Regions from separate parts of the Sus scrofa genome. Here region 2 is linked to region 1. A link is a contact called in public Hi-C data. All regions are on one chromosome and are shown on one strand. The core of a region is the stretch at or near the end of the contact, and the rest is flanking DNA. Distances in the headings are between cores, read along the strand shown.

Region 1 (3,857 bases), core at 753-3,252:
TGTCTGGGTGTCTGATCTCCTTTTCCCCTCCCTTCTCTGTCTTTAGTCCATCCATCCTGTGACAGATGGTGCTACGTTTGGAGGAGGACACCACTTTAATAAGAGCCCTAGATATTCCAGATTCTTCAGCATTCAAACCTTAGATCATCCTCAGAAAAACACAATGCCTTCATGGAGTTTGTTTCCTGCTTTTGTTTTGTTTTCATTCATTTGTTTTGAAATCACACTCAATGTCTTTCGATGTACTCCACATAAAAGCAAGCCTTTAAAATGCTTACTGCCAAATGCATAAAACATCTTGATAAACAAAAAGAAGCCCATGTGGAGTTGATTTTATCTGGGGAGCACATTTGATTTTAGTATGTTATCACTTTGGAAATGATGCCCCTCAAGTCTCAGACCACAACTCTGTATCTTGACCTCTTCCTTCTCCCCTTTCCATGTTATTTATAAACCATTTCTCCAACAAACTTATCCATGATACCCAATGCCACGTGTTTGGGCTTTTTTTAGTCATATATTTTGCACCTTCATTCAGCTTTGGCTGGAATCCCAGCCCCCTGGCTCAGATGTACTTCAAGCCTGGCAAGAAGGGCCCTTTGAGGTCAGTGGGGCCTTGGTGAGGATCAGGAATTCTGGAAAGACACACAGGCACTGGAGGCCTGAGGAATAACTCTGCTCTTTGGTTTTGATTTCCATTATGCTTTCTTGAGTATCACCCATACAAAATACAGCAACTAAAACCAAGACAAGTGGGCTCTGCGGAGAAAACTTCTCTCCTAAAAGCATAATGCCGTGCCCTCCATGCTCATCCTTTAGATCTAACTGTCCTGTCTTATCATCAAGCCAATCAAAAGGTTAAACCCATTTAAGAAATGAGCTTTCCATTGTCATAAAATGACTATATGATGCAGTCACTTTAGCTGAAAGGTACACCTGGTTTGTGCCCTCCAAAGCATGTATTTATTCTACACATTTTTGCTGGAAATTCTTAAGCTAGAAGAGAAACAGGAGACAGGATGGATTCACAAGTAAGCAAAATAGGGAATTCCCCTTGTGCAGCAGAAACAAATACAGACAGTAACCATGAGGATGCAGGTTCGATCACCGGCCTTGCTCAGTGGGTTAAAGATCTGGCGTTGCCATGAGCTGTGGTGTAGGTCGTAGATGTGGCTTGGATCCTGCGTTGCTGTGGCTGTGGTGCAGGCCGGCAACTACAGCTCAGATTCGACCCCTAGCTTGGGAACCTCCATATGCTGTGGGTGTGGCCCTGAAAAGCACACAAACAAACAAGTGAGCAAAGTGGTTCAGAGAGGGCAGAGGAAGAGGAAGGGAAGAGAACGTGGTCAATATTCCGCCAAACCACACGACTTCTGGGTTCTCTTTCTTTAGTTTCAGAACAGCTTATACCTACTGAGCATTTATGGGCCATGTAGGTTTAAGTTCTTTGCATGTATTAACTTATTTAATCCTCACACGAACCCTGCATGCCAGGCACTATTACTTTCCTCTCTTGTACAAGGAAACCGAGGCACAGAAAGGTGAAGTAACTTCCCTGAGGTCACACAACTTCTAAGTGGTGTAGAGAGGATTCCCATCCAGTCTGTTCTCGGGAGAGCTCTCTGCTCAGTGGGCTCCGGGTTTCCAGCCCCTGTAACACAATGGCTAGACAGACGGCATTCACTCCCTCCCTTTCAGCCTTACAATACCCTCCCCCTACCACCCCAGCTTCTAGTTTGTTACAGGGATTACATATATTACTAAATAAATGTTTTATTATTTAGTATTTATTCAACAAAATTTTTTTGGAATTCTGGAACTCGGGAAGGGTCAAAATTTGGAGGATAAGTTTTCTTAAATTTTGATTTTAAATAAGCTAGCCGTGAGAACAGTAACAAGCTAAAGAAGAGTGTAGCAAAAGGGGCCAGGAGGATGTGTGACTTTCCTTCTCACACCCTGCAAGCTCATCAGTGCTCAGCTAAGGAAGGAAGCACAGAAAGCTGCCTGGAACATTCCAGGGGTGGGGTTCAGACAGCAACACAAGGCCTGCAGTTCAGCCTCCAGCTGTCTAGCCAGATGTACCCTTCAGCAGAAAACCTGAACTCACAACAAAACTACATTTAATGACAAATAAGATGTCATTACAGGGATATATTTGCTTGATAAAAGGCTTAGTCTAGGATCCCTTTAACTATGCCAGTTTAGTGTTTATAGGCTAGATGTGAATTAGAAAAACTGGAGCTCGAAAAAATCCTCTAGTTGAGTACCTGTCAGAAAGGAAGGCAAGGCATCATTCATGCAAGCTGGTGGAAAGACAGATCCAACTGATGACTAATTTTAATTAACACAATTTCCTTTTAACTATTCAGGGGCTTCAACCAGGGGCACAGATGAAGGTACAGCTCACAGAAGACCTTCCTCATGGAAGACCATGAGGAATCCTCAGATGAACCCACTCAATTAATTATATGTGATACAACCCTAGTTTTATGAGGCTCATTGAATTTTATTTACCTGACCAAGGGAAGATTTAAAATGACAGGAAGGTAGGAAACCAGAATCGAGATCCTAAAAATTGTTCTTTCTATACCTCACTGTTCACACACAGAGTAAAGGGTGGGTCTATGACTCAAAGCAAATTCCCTAATGTACACAGAGCTGTATTTTCTAACATTACAGGGAAAAGGGCAGTTCAGGCCTGTGTATGTGTACACATTCCAATTAAGTTAAATAGGTTGTATGAAGTATTCCAGTAATAATGATATACAACGGTAAGAAAACTCAAGTGAAATCTTCTATTGTTTATGTTGCCTAAGAAAAAAATTAATAAAAAGATCACTAACCAAGACACTAACAATCAAGCATAAAAGAAGAGTGAAAAACTGCTACCACCACAAAAAGGGTACATTCATTCAGGTGGTATAGCAGTCATGCAGGATCCTGTGGGAGATGGATGGAGATGGACAGACGGACGAACGGGGACACACACACACAGTTTACATAGGGCTTGGCCTCTAAGTTTTACTCTGCTGGTTAATACCAGTAACTAGTGTCCCCAAAGCTTGCAGGGGTGTATGGTATTTACGCTGTGATACCCAGTCTCAATTTCCAACGGTTTTGTGGCTTTTGCTGTCCTCACCTCCTACCCAAACTCACCCACCTGCCAAGGTCCTTTGCTAAACAATTCTGAGTACAAGAGTATTAAAATGAGGAGCTGTGGATGGTGCAGAGATATACTGATTATTAAACAGTCATTAAAGGAAATGTTGAATGATGTTACTACGTCTATAGTACCATAAAACTGAACACTATTTACTATGGAAGTTTTTATTTACGCCTTACTAAGGAGTGAATACACCATCGCTGGGAGGCAGCATAGCATGTTAGAGGAACACATGGGGGCTTCTCCATCAGCCAGACTGAGTTCTAGTTCTAGCTCTGCCCCTTGTTGGGTGACATACCACAATCTTCTCAAATTCTCTTAACCTCAATGCCTCCTGTGCAAAAGAGGACCACCACAGGCACCTCACAGGGTCTTGGAAGGATGCAAGGTGAGCATACGTGTTTAAGTGTCCTTTATAATTTACACTGTTAGTGCTGTGTTCACATCTGTCCCTTTAATCTGGTGATTGGAAATTTCTAAAATGTATTAATTTTATAAATACACTTTCATTGTTGGCAACATTTTAAAAATCCAAAGGTTAGCAGAGGTAGGGAGGAACCATTATCTTTGACAAGAGGTAGAATTTGGGCAAATGACAGAAGAAAGGGGGGACAAGGAAGCAAAACTATCCTAAGGATAATCTCCAGGTTGATTTCTAAAACCTGGAGAAAAGACCCATAGATAGATGCCGGGG
Region 2 (3,857 bases), core at 518-3,017, 200 kb before region 1:
GGTCTATGAGTTTAACTACTTTGCTGCCACCAAGACCAGCACAGGAGCATTTCTTCAGAGTAATTTGAGTAGATGGAGGCCCTGGAAAGAGGGCAAGAACAGAGTCAGAGAAAGACTCTGATAGTTACTGCTATCACATCTTATAAGAAATAAAAGTCATGCTAGTTTAAGTTTACAATTATAACAGCTAAATATATAAGGATGAAAACTTCATGAAAGAGTAACTTAATGTTTTAAAAAAGAAAGATTAAACAATTTCACTTTTATGTGCTTGGCTTAATAGCTAATAAACATTGAAACTTACTCTCTTTCTTTCAGTTTTAGAGGCCCACGGCTGATATTCAGCTATTATGCATTAGTGAGAAATACTGACTAGTTTCCATTCTAGTTGGGCATCTATTTTGGATGGTTAAATACTGCATTTGTATCTAAAAATAAAAAGTCATCTAGGTACAATAATGTACTATTATTGAATGTTTACATTGCCAGGCATTACACCAAGCATGTTATAAATGTTACTCCCATTAGGAATTCCTGTTGTGGCTCAGTAGGTTAAGGACATGACATTGCTGCTGTGAGGATGCGGGTTTGATCCTCAGTGGGTTGAGGATCTGGCGTTGCCCCAAGCTGTGGCGTAGGTGGCAGATGCGGCTTGGATCCCATGTTGCTGTGGCTGTGGTGTAGGCCTCAGCTGCCACTCTGATTTGACCTTTGGCCTGGACACTTCCTCGGGAACTTCCATATGCCACAAGTGTGGCCATAACAAGAAAAAAAAATACCTCAATTAGTATTCAAACTAATACTGAGAAGTTGGTATCATTATCCTGATTTTCAAAGGGAGGAAGTCACTCTAGAGGTCTGGTTACTTGACCAGATTCCACACTATATGGAAGGTCTAGGTTTGAATATAGGTTTTCTGCATTTCAAGTCCTGTGCTCTCAATTCAATACTTTCTCAGGAATTGCAGTATATGTTGAAGAACTATGAAATTTGGAATCAGAGGAATTGGATTAGAGTTTTCTCTTCTTTACTTGGTAGCTATGACACGCTGGGTAAGCTACTATTCTCATGTATCAGATTGTTCTGACAACCAAAAAAAATACTTTTAAAATTTACTCACAAATATTTAGCATTGTTATTGTTACTATTTCTGTCCTCTGTGTTCCATAAAAATTTGTATACATCGCTTTTCTCCATTGTTTATAATACATTTTAGTTATTTATGATTTCTCCCACTAGATAGTGAACACCTTCAGGTAAAGACATATTTATTTTGATATTCCCTACATCTAACATGGTGACTATGTCATAAGTGTTCAACAGTATTTTAACATATTGACTGAATGAAAGAGCCAGTACTGCGAGGGGTGACTACAAAGCTTCGCCTTTCAGTTAGAGGTCCTGAACTCAGTCTCCATGTATTTTTTTCAATTGCACTAATAGAAATGAAAGTAGTTTTCAGAAGTTAAAAAGCTTTATGCAAGTTTAAGATTCTACTCCTCCACACTTCCCCTCAACCTTCCCTGCCACCAACTCAAAGTTCCTACTATCCTCCTTTTTTTTTTCTTTTTTCTTCCCTTTTGCTGTTTCCTAGGAATAGAATGATGGTTAAATGACAACTTGACATTGCCTACTTTATGTATGTCACTGTATTAGCTGCTACAATTAAAAGTGGAGACATAGACACTGCTATCACTTGTCTTTGTCCCTTTGAAAGTGTGAATCCAGCATTCATGAAATATGGTACCTCGGTAATCAGCGAATTGAAAACAGAGCCCTGAAAATGAAAGTATACTGAATGTTTCAAAAATGTGTATTTTCAAATTTAGAACACAAGGTGGCTCTCTCAACACATTTTTTTTTTTTTTTTTTTTTTTAAACAAAGCAAAGTGTTCAAAATAAGGAATTCTCCATCTGGTAGAATACCATTCACTATTTTAGAGTAATAGCTTTTAAATCTCTTTGCAAGTCTTTACCTACATTATCATTTCTGTTGGACTTCACAATGCAATTTGAAGAAAACTATCCTATTCAACTTTAAAAACTAGAGCTCAAAATATTAAGCTACTGCTTACATGATATAATTTAGTAAGTATTTTGAGGTCAAACTTAGGCTCTACTATTAGCTATCAATGTGTGCGTTAACATTTATTTCATAAAGCAGTTGGGAATACTAAATACAATTATGTATTAAAAGCATTTTTTATAGTACCTGATCCTCAGTATCAATATTATCTTGAACTGGCCAAGAAATTCTTTATCTGGTATGAAGCGAAAGAAATAAAACATCAAGATCCCATTCTTTATTGTTGAACAAGTCCAATCATACATGTAGTTCATTCTTCCTCTTGAAGTGAATTAGTACACACTTTGTTTTCTAAGTCATCATTCTCACTTGTTCTTTCACTTCTGCTGTATATTATTCAGCAAAAAGGCCATCCAATAGATTCAGAAAACATAACTGGATTTTTAAAAGTATTTGATTATGTTTTTCAAATAATGCATACACATGAAACACAAGTTTAGTGAAAAGTGAATATCTTACTGATCTCTGCTCCAAAACTAACCAGTTTCCCTCCCCCTCCAAGAAAGCACTGTTACCAGGATGCTATTTATCTTTCGATATAGAGGACAGGGTGTTTGTGTGTGTTTAAAGATATAAATATATATATATATTTTTTTATTAAACTTTTTTTATTACTTAAATGAATTTATCACATCTGTAGTTGTATAATGATCCTAACAATCTGATTTCACAGGATTTCCATCCCACAGCCCAAGCACAACCCCCCAACCCCCAAACTGTCTCCTTAGAGACCATAAGTTTTTCAATGTATGTGAGTCAGCATCTGTTCTGCAAAGAAGTTCAGTCTGTCCTTTTTTTCAGATTCCACACATCAGTGAAAGCATTTGATGTTGGTGTCTCATTGTATGGCTGACTTCACTTAGCATGATAGTTTCTAGGTCCATCCATGTTGCTAAAAATGCTGGTATTTCGTTCTTTTTAATGGCTGAGTAATATTCCATTGTGCATATGTACCACCTCTTCTGGATCCACTCCTCTGTTGATGGACATTTAGGTTGTTTCCATGTCTTGGCTATTGTAAATAGTGCTGCAATGAACATTGGAGTACATGTATGTTTTTGAGTCATGGTTTTCTCTGGGTAGATGCCCAGGAGTGGGCTTACTGGATCAAATGGTAGTTCTATGTTTAGTCTTCTGAGGAATCTCCATACTGCTTTCCACAGTGGTTGCACCACTTTACAATCCCACCAACAGTGTACTAGGGTTCCTTTTTCTCCACACCCTCTCCAGCACTTATTGTTTGTAGACTTTTTGATGATGGTCATTCTGGCTGGTGTAAGGTGGTACCTCCTAGTGGTTTTGATTTGCATTTCTCTAATAATGAGTGATGTTGAACATCTTTTCATGTGTTTCTCGGCCATCTGTATGTCTTCTTTGGAGAACTGTCTGTTTAGATCTTCTGCCCATTTTTTGATAGGCTTGTTTGTTTTTTTGGTATGGAGCTGCAGAAGTTGTTTATAAATTTTGGAGATTAGTCTCTTGTCTGTTGCTTCACTTGCAAAGATTTTCTCCCATTCTACGGGTTGTCTTTTCGTTTTGTTTAAGGTTTCCTTTGCTGTGCAGAAACTTTTAAGTTTGATTAGGTCCCATTTGTTTATTTTTGTTTTTGTTGTCAATACTCTAAGAGGTGGATCTGAGAAGATATTGCTGTGGTTTATGTCAGAGAGTGTTTGGCCTATGTTTTCTTCTAAGAGTTTTATAGTATATGGTCTTATATTTAGGTCTTTAATCCACTGGGAGTTTATTTTTGTGTATGGTGTTAGGGAGTGTT

What was found. A called contact is a pair of places that touch in the nucleus more often than the background predicts.
Region 2: a Hi-C map of retroperitoneal adipose tissue shows a contact between it and region 1, with 1.6 times the contacts expected there. The contact joins two enhancer-like sites. A contact is called at or near these places in 5 of 47 Hi-C or Micro-C datasets (embryonic fibroblasts, heart right ventricle, retroperitoneal adipose tissue and 1 more) and 1 of 2 datasets of contacts at active chromatin or transcription factors (skeletal muscle).

The regions. Positions count from the first base shown.
Region 1 is chr16:27,277,621-27,281,477 of Sscrofa11.1, reverse strand. All of the region lies in intron 1 of GHR (growth hormone receptor), which reads right to left. Among named protein-coding and RNA genes, the nearest start is that of GHR, 20 kb to the right of the region's middle. Within about 2 kb of position 2,002, at least 8 of the 83 cell types and tissues checked have an H3K27ac peak or open chromatin away from gene starts, as enhancers often do. A contact at or near this core is called in retroperitoneal adipose tissue, where this site is marked.
Region 2 is chr16:27,481,506-27,485,362 of Sscrofa11.1, reverse strand. The region is part of intron 2 of CCDC152 (coiled-coil domain-containing protein 152); the gene reads right to left. Among named protein-coding and RNA genes, the nearest start is that of CCDC152, 8.7 kb to the right of the region's middle. Within about 2 kb of position 1,767, at least 18 of the 83 cell types and tissues checked have an H3K27ac peak or open chromatin away from gene starts, as enhancers often do. A contact at or near this core is called in retroperitoneal adipose tissue, where this site is marked.